Linked DNA regions of Zea mays: all the other regions are linked to region 1. The links are chromatin contacts, called in public Hi-C maps. All regions are on one chromosome and are shown on one strand. Each heading gives the region's core, a stretch centred on a gene start, on an enhancer-like site or on the middle of the called end of the contact. The rest is flanking DNA. Distances are from core to core; before and after follow the strand shown. Region 1 holds the start of LOC103652735 (kinesin-like protein KIN-14O). Region 2 holds the start of LOC100279745. Region 3 holds the start of LOC100284245 (lipase).

Region 1 (4,973 bases), core at 1,636-4,135:
CCCTTAGTTGGGCTTAACCTTTGCGTAGCTGATAATTGTGGTAGTCTTGTCGGCTTTTGGCTGTTGGTTAAGACTGTGGTCTTGTAAAAACCTTGGTCCGGTTACTATTTCTTAATGAAATAGGGGGTGTTCCACTCTGTCAAAAAAAAGACAAGCAATCTGGCTAGGAATAGTTCTGGGTGGCCAATCCCCAAGAACTGAACATGCCCTAAAAATTGAAAATGTAAAAAAAATCCCGGCCTTTCTGCTACCCTCCTGCTGTGTCAATGGAGAGGTCCGCAATAATTTCCAAACGCTGGGCACGTACGCCTTTTTTTCTTGTTTGGTTCACTATGCCATGGTTGATGCTTGCCCTTGTCCTGTCCTTGTCCGCAACGCAAGCAACAGTTCCAAGAGAGGGTTGCGATACCTTGCCCATGTCTGCAAGCCATCCCCGGTCCCAATCCCAAACAGTAAACACTGCAGGCACAAGCAACCGGCACCTGGAAAGAGCCCAGAGCCTAGCATAAATAGCAATGCTTGCGCTCCGGCAGGTGCAGAAAAAAAAATTTGCTGGGCCAGATTTTTGTTCAAAGGTTGCAAAGCTGTGCTGCGACTCGAAAGCCATGACAGCAGGGCTCTCGAGAGTTCCAAGGCCGACTGCGAGGAACATGACTGATTTGGTGATCAGGAATTATTATAAGGAGGAATTACAAGGGTGACATAGGATTCCTTCCTATAAATCCTCTGAGGATTCATGACCACCAAATCAGCCGTTAATGTGTTTATTTGTCTCATATGAGAATGTAATGTGCAGAATCATCAATGATGATCATGACATGATCATATATATGCTCATGCATGTATGGTGCATGCATATGCGCATTATTCTGGCTGTTGTACTCTTTTTGTTCTGTCCATGCACGTACAAGATCAGAAACATTCCGTGCAAGTTTGTTTGTCGATCTGGCTTTCATGGCGCCAAGTTCGAGGGCTTTGCATTCAACCACTGTGACTGCCGTGCTCTGCTCTGCTCTCAGTGAGCTCTCTCTCTCTCTCTCTCACACACACACATGGACATGGGACGGCTGCAGAACTGTTGCGAGCCTGTCCCCTCACTCTCATCCTCATGCCATGTGTGTTGCTGTTGCAATGCTGCAGCCAGCAGTGGTGAGAAAAGGAGTTTTCTTTCACCGGGGCGGCAGCAAACTGATGAATTGAGCACAGCTGCGACTCTCTGCCTGAACCAGCACTTGGATCGTGAACTGTATAACCACTGACTAAACCTCGGCAACGAAGGCGACGCACCATCTGCAAACGCATGGAGAAGTGCCTGTATTTTTTTTTTTTTTGTGGTGTGCAGTGCAGCTGCAGCTGGGATCTATGGACAGGATAAGGGTGGTTAATAATGTTTAATTAGTCGTGGAACAGTTTGGTGCACATCTTTAGGGGCCGTTCGTTTTTTTCCCGAAATGGAGGCATTGAACAATTTCTAACTGGTATGCTTATTTAATTTATATAAGTTTTCATCAGTCAAAACGATTTCTGGTCTATTTCTGGACAAACGAACAGAGTCTTAATCAGTTCAGACCTTGTTGTTACTCTATGTGATGAGGAGGACAACGCAGCGACCTAGCTTCCAGGTGCCGGTTGCTTGTGCCTGCAGTGTTTACTGTTTGGGATTGGGACCGGGATGGCTTGCTGGTATCAGGCAACGGCTAGCTGGGCAGCCACATGAGGACTTGTTCGGTTAATCCCGTTACCCATGGATTGGATGAGATTGGAAAAAATTAAGAAAGAGTTTGACTTAGTTGGGATTTAAACCCACCCAATCTCACTCAATCCATGTGGATTGAGAGCTAACCGAACAAGCCCTGAATGGACAGGACGAGTTCTCCCTCCAGATATAGGCGTTTCAATCACATTCATCAGACTCGTCCGTCAGGGTAAGAGGTAACTACTTGTTTTCTCGAGAAATTGAAGGAGGAGGCTGAGGGCGAAGAGAGGAACTTCTTCCGTGCCATCCCCCCCACTGTTTTGTCATGCGAAAAATGCGGCTTCGTGTGACGCATTTGCATTCATCATGGAGGAGGAGTTGTCATAGGATGGATGCTGTTGTTGTCGGGCTGCTAGCCTTGGGTGACAGTAATTTGGATGGATGTAAGGGTTAATATACTAGCATGTTCCTTTATTTAGGTGGCGTTCGGTTTCGAAGCCAGCTAGAATAGAGCAGCGGCTCTTTTTGTACTAGGAGCGGGCTTCGTAAGGAAGATTTTGAAAGAAAAAACGGATAGAGATTGTGCACAAAGGCACACGCTTCATTATTACTATTATTATTATTATTATTATTATTATTATTATTATTATTATTATTATTATTATTATTATTATTATTATTATTATTATTATTATTATAAAAATGCGCCGCTGTGTGCGTGTGTGTGTGTGTGGAGCAGACCATCAACCTTGTTCCGCTCAGTTGGTGGTGACCGTTAGTTTCGGTCAGCAGATTAATGAGAAATGCTGCTTCTGGACCTTGCCAACAAGCAAGCAAAAGCACAAACCGAGCCGGAGCAGACAGCAGAGCAAATTGCGGCTCGACAGAACTTTTGGCGAAAGCTTTCCACCACAGATGATCCGGCCCCGGCCCTCCCCCTCTGGTTTTCTACGGGTGAACGAACGGTGGTGGGGGCTGCCAGCCCGGGTCTGGATCTTCTAAATCCAGCAGTCCAGGCAACCCAACTGTTTTGCTAATATAGGGCGTGTTTGGTGTGACGCCTAAGCCGCCACACTGCGCCACACTTTTCAGCCACAAGTGTGGCGCCCAATTTAGCTGCCACACTTGTGGCTGAAAAGTGTGGCACGGTGTGGTGACTTAGGCGCCACACCAAACACGCCCATAGTTTTTCTGCCCGCAGTGGCGGTGTGGGACAGCCTGCCATTGCCAAGCACCGCTCACCGGTTCTCACGCCGTAGGTAGGTAGGGGTCGATCCCAACTCCTTCCTTCCCCTTTGCTGCTGCTTTAATTCCTTGCGCGAAGATCCCTCTTCTTCTTCTTCGTTTACAGCCGTTCTTTGCTCTAACCTCTGGACTTTAGCCGCTCCCACACGGCCTCCATCTTTCGGCATCGAGAGATCCAATAACATCAGGACCAAGAAAGTAAAAAGACGCAATCATTAGGAACTACTTTCTCTCCGTTTCTTTTTAATTGTCGCTGGATAGTTCAATTTTGCACTATCCAGCGACAAATAAAACGAAACGCTACTTATCTGCATTGCGCAGATTCTCTGCTAGCTAGGCTGTTGGCTCGCTCCTTCAATTCTCCTCTCCTCTCCTTCCGCACTCCACCCCCTCCTCCGTAGTAGTAGCAGCATAGCATCTGGTGGTGTGGTGGTCAAGGTTCAAGAACAAATTCAGCTGGAGGCCGGCGGAGATTATTTTATTCATTCCCCTCCGAGGTAGTACCATCGCAGATTCTCTTCTCGTTCGCGCTTCTTTCGTTCCCGACGACGCAGACCATTTTCTTTTTTCCTTTGGCTCTGCAGAGGCTGCATCGAAAAGGGGAGATCAAGGATCCCCGGAGGCTTGTAGCCGCAACAACCACAAGGTATTCCGGGAGAAGTTCGTTACTGTTCTTTCCAGGCCAGCCAGCCAGCCAGCCGTGTGGTGTGGTGTGCGAGCGGAAGGAAGCGCAGCGCAGGCGAACCACGGAAAGTGCGGGAGGAATAGATTCATTCTGCGCCGTCCACTCTTTTCTTTTCTTGGCCTCATGAGCTGTTTCAGATTCCGTCCGCCGCCCACACCGGCCACACGACGGAGTCATGCTGGCAGCAGTTGCCTCTTGTTCTCCTTTTTTTTTCTTCTTCAGCTCCGTTGGGAGGGAACTGAGAAATGAAACTGCGCGGCAGGGAGGCGGAGGGCGAGAGGCTTCTTCTCTGACCAGCGACCGGCTCGCCGTCCAGAGAAGAAGAAGAAGAAGAGGAGGAGGAGGAGGAAGAAGAAGAAGAAGCGCTCTTGGGCTCCGTCGTCGCATGAAGAAGGAAACCATGGAGGGGCATGTGCCATTGCCATTGCCATTGCTCCCGGACGGAGAAACTGCGGTGGGCTACAGCAAGGACGACGCCTCCTCGCCTCTGCAAGGTTGGAACTGTTTGAAAGACCAGGTCGTCGTTGCAGTTCTTCCACCTGTTGTTATTGTTACTCGCCTGTGAATTAACCTTGCGACGACGACGACACGACAACACCTGCCTGACGGAACGGAACTATCTCTCAATCTCAACCCCCGCCCACACTGCACGTCTTTGTGTTCCAGAGGAGATTTCGAGCCTGCGGTCAAGGCAGCGGCGTGTTGACAGGAGACGGCGGGAGGCGCTCGACAGGCTCGTTGAACTGAAAGGTACTAACTAGCCTACCACGTACGGCCTTCAGCCCTTGACACACAGCTGTTGTTAGCTTTGCTACTGTTTGGATTTCCCGCCGGTCTGTCTGTCTCTGAGCTCCAGAGCTTTGGGTTTGGGGGCACCGTGTGTGCAGGAAGCGTTAGGGTCTTCTGCCGGGTCCGGCCGCTGGCTCACACGAACAGCTTGCATGCCCAGTCATCACCTGTTACCGTCGAGCAGGAGAGGATCACGGTCAAGGCAGCCGGGATCAAGAGGGAGTTCGGCGCTGATAGGGTTTTCGGCCAGGAGTCCACGCAAGGTAATAATCCTTATGCTTACTGATCACTTGTTTTGGTTTTGTAGGTCTGTTGTACGCCTGTCTTTCTTTCTTTCTTTCTTTCTTTCTTTCTTTCTTTCTTTCTTACTCACTTGTTTCAGTGTGTGTGGTCCATGGCAGAGGATGTGTTCGAAGAAGTGAAACCGATCCTCAGGTCTGCACTCGACGGCCACAACGTCTGCATCCTCGCGTACGGCCAGACCGGGACGGGGAAGACCTACACAATGGTTGGTTCGTCATTCACGCTCCGCTCGCTCTCAGATCAGATTTTGGCTCC
Region 2 (4,973 bases), core at 1,436-3,935, 290 kb before region 1:
CATGACAATCTTGATTCAATAAAATTTCCTTGTCGAAAAAAAACACTATGCATAACACAATATGCAAGTCATTACCTCCAGCTCCACCAGATCTTGCTGTTTTAAGCTCAATATCTTTCGGATCAATAACCACATCAACTTCATCAGCCTATTATGTCATTGAAACAATATTAGACATCTTAGAAGAAGGAATTCATGTCATAAAAGTTCACACGAATATCAAAATGGCCTACCTCTGGCATAATAGCTACAGTTGCTGTTGACGTATGAACACGACCCATAGCCTCTGTCAAGGGAACACGCTGAACACGGTGTACACCTGACTCAAACTTCAGTTTACTATAGACTTGTTTCCCCTTGACCTCCATCACGTATGTCTTGTACCCACCCATTTCTGCCTGAAAGAGTCAGCTTGTGAGCAGTGTTTTTTTCTTAATCAGTAGTTAGGTTAAAGTTGCAAGTACATACTTCTGAGCAAGAAACTGGCTTAAACTTCCAATTGTTGCGCTCACAGTATCTCTGGTACATGCGAACCTACAGAAAGCCATTGGCATAATTAGTTGCGGAGTATGTGATGTGAGTAAAATTGCGGCTATGACGCACTAGTATATCAGAAGTATAACAGCTATAACAATAGTAAAATGAACAAAGAAGAGCTTATACTAAAAAAATGAAATCCTACTTGCACGTTCATTATTTTTTTTAACAAATGCAGGAGAGCTGCGCGTCATTATATTAAGAAGAAAAACATAGGAGGGACAAGACTTGCCAACCCCTATAAACATCAAGGTCTGTTTATCAAGCTTTAGTACACTACTATTTGAAAAACATTAAAAACAATTGTATAACATTTGCTAAATTGCACTCAAATGGAATAAAATCATCATCTACCTACAAGGTCACCAGCCCAAATCCCAGCTTCATCACCACCAGCACCTGCTCTTACTGCAAAATGAAGGAATACAGTACCCAATTTCAAAACAAGAAGGAAAAAAACTTAAAGAGCAAGATGTTGAACTTAGTTGAAATGTACAACTAAGAAATGGAGAGAGGTACCTTCAAGTAAGATGTTGCGTGAATCTAGAGGATCGCTGGGAAGCAGTAGAAACTAACATGAGGAAATAAGAGCTGATGAGAGGCACTTCAAAATGTCTAATGTATAGTTTCTCCAACCAAATGCAGAAACTGGCATTGTAGATAGAATGCATAAAGTTAAACATAATGTCCAGAATTTATGTAGCTATTGTGCAGGTCATTATGTCCTATTCACCTTCATTTTTTCTTCAAGCTCTGCGAGCTGGTTAGATAGAGCCTCCAACTCAGAAGCTATCATCTCTAACATATCGGGGTCACCTTCGTTCTCTTTTTCCAGAGCTATGATATCGCAATGTAATAAAAGAAAGCTAGTGAGAGTCTACTATTTTCAGGCAGGCACCAGAAATACCAAGGGCATACCAACCTTTTGTCGCTTCAAGTTGCCTCTCACAATCCTTGAATTGCCTGTATGTGGTCACGACCTAAGTATTATTGTCAGAAAAAAAAATGGTGATGTAACAACTGATAAACATTAGCAGCTCAAATTCTGGTATAGTTGAGTAGATAGTAGACACCAAAATTAAACAGCATAGTCAGCAAGCCAAATGCCAACCTGATCCAGTTCAGAAACAGACTGCGCGATTTTTTGGTATTCGCTTGGATCCGAGACAATGTCAGGATCTGCCAACCTAACCTGAAGCATACACTGAAGTATTAGACTGATGACCATTTGGATGGGATCAAAATTGAAACTTCTCCACATCGCTGTGGCAGCATTGCATTTTATATTGCCTGCGCATGTGTTACCTTTTCTTTGCCGTGGCATAATAGAGAAGCTCAGAATTGATTTAGTACTAACTTAGTTCTATTCCACAAGACATTTTTTTCACTCACGCAACTTCAGAGCAAACAATAACAATGGCGATGTAACCTGATTGGTAATAACACAGAAGAAAACAAGGAACCAGAGGTGCACACAGAAGAGGTAACCATACCGACATTTCTTTCCAGGCCTTCTCCGCAGAGTCCAGCTTGGCAATCAGATAGGGCTCCTGCACAGAGCATACAGAATGAACAGCGACTAGTTCAGTCTGAGCGCGAAAGGTAGGATTTTCGGCTAGCAGAGCACAAAAACAATGTTCAGTTCAGCTTCAGCGAAGAACAAAAATTCAGGTTGCAGCCGCTCTGTTTCCAAGAAGTTTCCGGTAAAAAGGTCCGGAAATGGAGATGACCGCTGAAAAAGGAGGCGGTTTTTTTTTCTTCTCTGTCTCTCTCTTTTCCTTACCGCCATGCAGACCACGGAGGAGGACGGCCTCCTGCGGCGCCTGCCGTAGAAGAGAGGAAGGCTGGGGAGAGGCGTGCCCCGAGGGGCGGGGACGGCCCGTGGAGGCGCCCTGAAGAGGCCGGCTAGGAAGGCCTCCATCTTTGTTCAGGCGGTGAAGCGGGCGCGGAGCACGACTGTACGAGGGGATTGGGATGAGCCAGCTGCGGCGGAGCGCCGGGCGGGTCGAGCCGAGGAGGGAAGGTGGCACTGGGGCCTGGGGAGGTGCGTGCGCACACGCCAGACGCCACACGGGACGGGAGGCTGGAAAGGACGCGGGAAGAAGATAAGGTTAGCTGAAAAATAGAAAAGAAAAAAACTAGGAGGATGACTGCCAGTCTGAAAAATAGAATAGAAAAAAACTAGGAGCAATCTTATTCCTTAACCTGAATCCAGCTCACTAAATCGCATTCTTATCCCCAAGTAAATACGATTTCTTCCTCAAATCAAATCAACCAAGTTATATTTGCAGCAACAACAGGAGTTCTTTCCCCAGATTCCTATCATATTGTTTTACACTTATTTTACTTTCAATTATCCTCAAGCACTTATCGGCTTCTCATCAATAAATTTTGTATTTACTTAACTCATCTGACCAATAACTCAGAACTCTTAGATAAAAGACATCTTGCATATATAGTCGACCGCAACTCATTCTACACAATTACGTACGTCCCAGTTGCGAAATACGTTTGCATCGCATCGCGTCGAATAATATTACAAATTACAGTAGCTCCGGCACCTACTACAGTTACATTACATCACTGAATGAATCTACAGCAGATCTATCGCTCAAAAACTCTACACGCCTGCACCCTACCCTACGCATTCTGAGGCTTTCTTGGTGCTGCGGGTGACCTCCCTTCCATCGTCTGCAGGCGCTGCTTCAGATGAAAGACTTCAACCTGGCAGAGCCCAAGGCATGAACAAAAAAAAGAAAGAAAGAAAGTCTAGCATGATAAGGTCTTACCTGAAGCTGGAATGCCCGTGCGCGTTCTCCTGCAAGAACTCCGCGAGTCGAGTGCAGTTCCTGATCACAGACGAAAAACCGAAAGCCAATCAGTACGGCAACCAACCGTCACAGAGAGAGAGAGAGAGAGAGAGAGAGAGAGAGAGAGAGCAGCGGCGGCGGCGGAGGAGAACGGGGCATGGCTAAGAGAGTAACTCTCTTGCCTTCTGGGTCTCGTCCATGACGGCCTTCAGGAACGCCACCTCGCGCTCCAGCCGCACGTTGTCGGCGTGGACGGTGTTGGAGAGGCTGTTGGCCTCCTCCTGCGCCAGCTCCAACCCCGTCGCCTTCTCCCTCAGCGCCTCGACCTCCCTGTCCTTCTCGGCCAGCCTCTTCTCCAGGCCGTCCTTGCTGTCGATGACCAGGGACAGGTTCTTCTCCGCCTCGTCCTTGCTCGCCAGCGCCGCCGACAGCTGCTCTTCCAGCGCCACGTTCCTCCTGACCAGGGCGGCCACCCTTGCGTCCTGGTGGTTGTTCATGTCCGACGAGCTCCTGCCCAGCAGCCTCCTCGCTTTTGCGTCGACGACGACCTCCGGGGACGACCGCCGCGCGTCGTTCCGCGGTTTAGGGTTCGTGGCCGAGGGTGGTTGATGCTCGGAGCACTCGTCGGCGGCGTCCTTGTACCTGTCGTCGTCGATCGGTTTCTGCAGCTTTTGCGCCAGGCTGCTGCACTCCTCTTCCTGACGGAACTGCCTGCGGAGCGACGAGCCCCCGAGGTTCGAGGTCCGTAGCAGTGAGTCCGGGAGGGGTTTCCTCCCGCAGGAGTTCTCCGCTGTGGCGGCGAGACCGCTCCTCGCCGCGGAGCTAGTAGGATACGGTGGAGCGCAGCTGCTGAGATGGTCGGCGAGTTCCCTTGAGCCTGGAGGAGACTCGTCGTACAGTAAGGGTTCCACCTCGGGCGCAGACCGCCAGCTGAAACAGTGCTCGTTTTGCAGCACCACTAGTACTTCAACCTTCAAAAAACACAAAGTAACGTCAGTTTCTCATGTACTGAAACTGATCATAGAAATGTTCCTGGTGTTTCTATTGCAAAAAAATATGTGGAAGGCAGAATAACTAATCCTGAAATAATGTCACCAAATGAGCTTTCCATTTCTCAATGAGATTCAGTTCCTTCACCTTGTCGGATGGTTCCTTTTTGTTCCCTCCAAAAGCAACAAGCACGATCTTGTCCCTGTAGTACAATGGAACCATGCTGAAACCCTGCAAAAAGTTTTGGGTTCAATTGTGCAGCAAGTAGAGAAATCGTTAACATATAAATAAATAAACATAAATCTCGTGGATTCTTCCTATGGGGACTCTTTTTTTCCTGCTATAATGGGCAGCATATTGAAGCTATAGTAGTTCAAATGTCCACCATTGAAGTACAATTCCAATGAAAAACTATTACAAAGATAGATGTTCGAAAAATAATTTGAAGCTTTATTACATATTTGGAGGGATCTTATACTATGCACTATCCAGTGCTCAAGGTTTTCAGGATGGCATAAATCTTAAATAAAAGGAACTGTATCGACTTCCCAACATGAGTGCTTGAAAGATGAATTGATTGCTGAGTTGCTAGTCACTTAGGGCCTGTTTATTTGGGATTATAATCTACCCAGATTA
Region 3 (4,973 bases), core at 986-3,485, 260 kb before region 1:
AGACACTGTGCCAGTTAAATTCCATGGCATCAAATCAATGAAAACTGAAGATTGAATGCTTATAAGTACCTTATAATATTTGTTAAGTTTTAAAAGAATAAAAATACTACATTTTTTATAAGTGGAAAATTGAAACACATTGCTAAATAGCTAGGATAAAAGGTTGATGCACTCAGAGTGAATGTACATGTGGTACCAATCATAATGGAGCATTTCTGTACCTGTGCTGTTGAGTGCCTCTAAAAGCAATGATTATGGATCGAGGGTCAGGTGCAACTCCAACAAACGCCTGCACATTTTTTTAACAAACAATCGAACATAAGTTTTCGTTGAACACTGAGTGCAGTCAAAAGAGCGTTGCTGAAATACTTAAAGATAGTTAACCTGTAAGCAGTTCTCCACATCTACTATGATCTCTATGACCTCAAATCCCTGCATCAATTACGCAAAAACAGTCAATTAACCACCAAGGAACATGTAGAACAACTTCCACAAGCAGAGGAAGCACAAACCTTTGTGTGGCCTTTGCACCTTGGACAGGTCCATGAGAAAAGTGATGTCAAGTCAGATGTGTACACCTAAAACACATTTATGTAAACCAAGTCTGTAAAAGGACAAAAAATGTACTCTGGAAATAGAAACATGGGCATCATTACATGCATGCCCTATGAATGAACCATTCAGAGACACAATAACCAAAGAACAGCATAGCTATTAGTGACTGAAAATGCTGCACAGGAAAGGAGGGAATGGAAAGGTGTGGGAAAGAGGTTTTTTTTTTCTTCTTAAAATGTTAAGGGTAGAAATGTCTAGCTAGGCAAGGACAATAGGAGGTTTGGGCAGATTTATGGTGAAGTTGCTGTCAACAGAATAAGCAGTAGCACATTGTGCAGGAGGAACATACCGCAGACGCGTATTCGACAAGAATATGAGCCAGAGTATGGTTATAAGAATAGCCACCGTCACTGTGCTTCAGCCTGATCACTGCATTGGCAAACAAAGGCGCGAAGAGTTTACACCCGATTCACTGGCAGATCACACAAAAGCACCATAACAGTAAAATAAATCCTCCCGACACTCCGAAACTAGAGTTCGGTAATGTTACTACATCCAATCCAATGGTATTTCCAAACTGAGAAACAGACAACGATAATCCATTACTCTGTTGCACAGATCTACAGCACTGGCATCCCCAAGCACATGGACAAGAACCGCCTTTCCACATTACAGCATTGCTGTGCTGAAAAAAAATCTCGCTAGCAGGCGACAAACGAGATAGTAATCGTCGAAGCGTCATCTCATTTATGAACAAGTGGATGATTCTACACAAAGGGGTGGAGCAGGGAAGAACGAAAGAAGACCACTGAGGCTTTGCTGCCTTGGATCAAGGCGACTAGCTAGCCCAAAGTGACATTCTGTTGCTTGATGTGCGCGAAATCTGGTTTTGCTCCTGTAGTAGGACAGTCTTGTGGTGGCTGATTTTTCTTCTTCTTCGTCTTCCTTATTAGCCGGCATTCCCAGCAGTGACGAACGACTCGTGATAAACATTATACAAGCAGAGACCTTACTCCTAATCTCCTAAAAAAAATTGTCGGCGAAGCGGTTGCGTCAATTGCCGCAGATCACTCGTAGTATGCACTGTTGCAAGGTAGCAGCAGCTTCGTAAGCTTTCCCCAATCCAAATTAAGCTTTTCCCGCACGGAAAGGCCCAAATCCGGGAGAAATCTGCGGGTGGGTGCGGCCGCAGTCCGCGCTCCTCATCTAGCCTAATCTAGAATTCTAGACTGCCTACTACTACATCCACTACGTTATGTACTCTGAGCTCCTCGCGCTGCGCCGGCGGCACAGCCGCAACCAACCAATCGGTCAGATGGCTCCCCCTAGCTACTCGCCAGCACAGTCAGCTTTTCCGCCCAATCCCGCCCCTACCGAGCAACCACGGGCCGTGCGGAAGCAGCGCCGCCCGGAACCTCTTCCCTCCGGCACACGAACGGAGGAAGCGGCAGTTGAAACGCGCGGGGAGGCAAGCCGATCGATCTCACCTCTTTCCTCCTCCTCTCCCGCCGCCGCCGCCGCCGCGGAGGTTGAAGCGGAGGCCAGAAGCACCACGAGCAGCAGCACCAGCGTCTCCGTCCGCCTCAGCCAGGCCATCGCCGTCGTCGTCGTCTCCCTCGCCCGCACCGGAGGAGACTGGTAAGAAAGAAGAAGAAGAAGACGGCGGCAGCGAGGAGCAAGCACACCGTTCCGTGACTCCGTCAAGTTACGGAACGGTGGACAGCGACCCGAACGGGCCGGCCCCCACGGTTGGGCTACCGCGTCGTCCAAAGGCCAACCAGATGGAGCCACGTGTCCCTCGAGAGGACGGATGAGGGGGGAAGAAGGATGAGACTGTGTTCAACGGTTGCTCTCGGTTTCCCCCTCCCCTAACACTGTAGCCGCTCCTTCAACGGCGTCCTCCTCCTCCTCCTCTCCCTTCCTGATTCTTTCTCTCTCCCGCTAAATCGATGGGCACGCTACGCCGTATTCCTTCCCCGCAGCCCCGCAGCCGCTTCTTCGCCCGCGCGCTCGGAATACTCCGCACCAATCCTAGCTGCGGGCAGGGGTTCCAGCCGCTTCTTCGCCCACACGCCCGCTCGCTCGGAATACTCCGCACCAATCCGTGTCGGACCGGTACGTGTGCGAGATCTGCGGGCAGGGGTTCCAGCGCGACCAGAACCTGCAGATGCACCGGCGGCGGCACAAGGTGCCGTGGAAGCTGCTGAAGCGGGAGGCCGGGGAGGCGGCGCGGAAGCGCGTGTTCCTGTGCCCGGAGCCGAGCTGCCTGCACCACGACCCCTCGCACGCGCTGGGCGACCTCGTCGGCATCAAGAAGCACTTCCGCCGCAAGCACAGCGGCCACCGCCAGTGGGCCTGCGTCTTCTCCCGGTATGAGTATGATCGATCCAGATGCTGGTGGAGCTCCTTGATTTTGTTTATTAGCATTAGTCTTCCTCTACGTACCACGCTAATCAGCCGGCGCCACGAGATAATTAATCCAGCAATTAGTCCCGTATATCTTCTGCGTATCTTTTATTCTTGCAGAGATTTGGCAGAAGAATGAGGGCCGGGCTCCAGAAAGGCGTCATGATTTTTGGGAGAAATTTTGCGGGATCACACTCTCTTTGTCTTTCCAGGCGTCTATCTACTACGCTATTTTTTATCGCTCGTCTCCTAGTTGTTGCTGCTGCAGCTGCAACAGTCCGTCTCTCTCCTTCTGGAGTCCGTCAAGACTAAAGGCCACATAGATCAGATACAATAACATCCTAATCCAAAACATAACCATTAAGAGAAGATTCAGAATTCTAAACTACTACAAAAATTAATTATTCATGTGTTGTAATAAATTCTTGATGCCGACGAGGTACTCTATATACATTCGAAACAATTCATATTCCACTCAATGGCGATGCTAATGCATTCGTTTCTGTTTGTTTTTCAGCATTGTGTGGGGATCAATTGCTTGGCTTATCTAGATGGTTCCATATTTAGTACAAGTGATCATCTTTTTTGCGGGAGCCGTGATGGTACCTTGAAAAGATGGGAATTAAATAATGGGGATGCAAGCTTCTCAGGAACTTTTGAGTCTCATGTTGATTGGGTATGCTTTTTTCTGTTTTTAATTAAGTAGGCTTACTGTTTCATCAATCAGTGCTTTAAATAGACATTATGTTTATAAATTAGTTATGTTTATGTTTAACATGGTGTCTGTGGTCTATTATTTGGATCCAAAGCTTAGCACATTTCTAGTGTCCATATATTTTAGCATCAACATTCTAATTGACATTTTGAGTTCATTATGTTAACATACATTTAGATTGATATATTCAAGTTGGTTTCCATTATTTTCAGCCCCTGCTTTCTTTTTCCTTTTTCGTGTTCTTAGCTGCAATCTTTAAATCAGAGCACCGCAGTTTCATATTAGACAAAAGTGGACACACGGGCTAATGTCAAAGATAGACCTCAGATTCTATTCTTCTTTGGCCTATTTGTTTGATGCTGTGTTATACTGTTATTTTTTTAGAACAAAACAACGTGAGCTGGAAAGAATACTAATCACATGCTTTAGCATTAGTAGTTATCTTTAACACTGTAGCCGCGCACTATTCATATAGCAAATAAAAATAAAACAAAAATTGTATGGTAGTTGAGTTAGTTGAAGATGAAAGTATATAATATTGGTGTGGTGGGGTATAGAGGTTTGATATAGGGGGAACCGCTGTAGAGTGTGGAGATATAGGGGGAAAGAGAATGCTGATGTGGTACGTGAGTGGAATATAGGGGAAGAAATTTAGTGGGAACGGTTGAAGACAGTCTGAGCGCAGAGACAGAGAGTGTCAGTGTCTGTTACGCTATCGATAAAGAGGTGGAGGGGCGCACGTCGAGGACTAGAACGACCCCCCGGGCAACGCTTGCCGTCAACGGCACTGCGGCAAGGCCCACATGCCATGCGCAGGGCCGACGGCGCACGCGCCCTAGCCGGCGGTGGCGTTCGTCTTCGTCCACGGTGGTTAGTTGCCTTGAACCGGCCGGGGTTCGGCGTTCTAGATAATAAATCTAAAACGTGTGTGTGCTTCCTTTGACCAATCCAGTATTTTTAACGTATACAGAAAGCCGAAAACATGGCTCACAGCAAGCAAGCAAAGTACCCGTTTGAGCAAATCATCCCTCCAGGCTCCATAGTCTCTCATACGAGTACTTATCTATCAGTCACCAAGATTTCTAATACAGAATAACCGATCAGGAGAGACAGAGGTAAACTTGGGGCTCAGGCCATACGGGCCAGAGCCCCTACAGCTAATTCGACGAAGACCTTGTTTCGAGAAAGCGCATGCCTAAAACAAGGACACAGGCGATCGAATGTACGTCAGCAAGCGAAGGCTAGCTAATTCGTGGAGAGTGTTGATCGGCAATGCACGATGACCACTATGGGTCAT

What was found. Hi-C and Micro-C count contacts between places; a contact is called where the count stands out from the background.
Region 2: a Hi-C map of leaf shows a contact between it and region 1, with 7 times the contacts expected there. The contact joins the promoter of LOC100279745 here to the promoter of LOC103652735 in region 1. A contact is called at or near these places in 2 of 25 Hi-C or Micro-C datasets (both in leaf).
Region 3: a contact with region 1 is called in a Hi-C map of endosperm, with 2.0 times the contacts expected there. The contact joins the promoter of LOC100284245 here to the promoter of LOC103652735 in region 1. A contact is called at or near these places in 5 of 25 Hi-C or Micro-C datasets (bundle sheath, ear, endosperm and 2 more).

What each region holds. Positions count from the first base shown.
Region 1 is chr4:4,718,647-4,723,619 of Zm-B73-REFERENCE-NAM-5.0, forward strand. LOC103652735 (kinesin-like protein KIN-14O) reads left to right here and starts at 2,886. Exons shown (of 12, transcript XM_020552423.3): 1 at 2,886-3,438; 2 at 3,526-3,587; 3 at 3,889-4,120; 4 at 4,293-4,376; 5 at 4,514-4,678; 6 at 4,817-4,923. The coding sequence starts at 4,012.
Region 2 is chr4:4,425,355-4,430,327 of Zm-B73-REFERENCE-NAM-5.0, forward strand. LOC100279745 reads right to left here and starts at 2,686. Exons shown (of 15, transcript NM_001152703.2): 1 at 2,321-2,686; 2 at 2,031-2,087; 3 at 1,649-1,729; 4 at 1,460-1,517; 5 at 1,271-1,374; 6 at 1,057-1,108; 7 at 896-945; 8 at 469-534; 9 at 234-398; 10 at 76-148. The coding sequence starts at 2,458. It overlaps LOC100279529, which reads right to left. Exons shown (of 16, transcript NM_001152527.2): 13 at 4,485-4,568; 14 at 3,530-4,318; 15 at 3,327-3,386; 16 at 2,971-3,261. The coding sequence ends at 3,178.
Region 3 is chr4:4,460,537-4,465,509 of Zm-B73-REFERENCE-NAM-5.0, forward strand. LOC100284245 (lipase) reads right to left here and starts at 2,236. Exons shown (of 10, transcript NM_001157140.2): 1 at 2,043-2,236; 2 at 905-984; 3 at 513-578; 4 at 385-432; 5 at 222-289; 6 at 1-5. The coding sequence starts at 2,151. It overlaps LOC100276127 (protein indeterminate-domain 14), which reads left to right and starts at 2,364. Exons shown (of 3, transcript XR_004857658.1): 1 at 2,364-2,925; 2 at 3,479-3,637.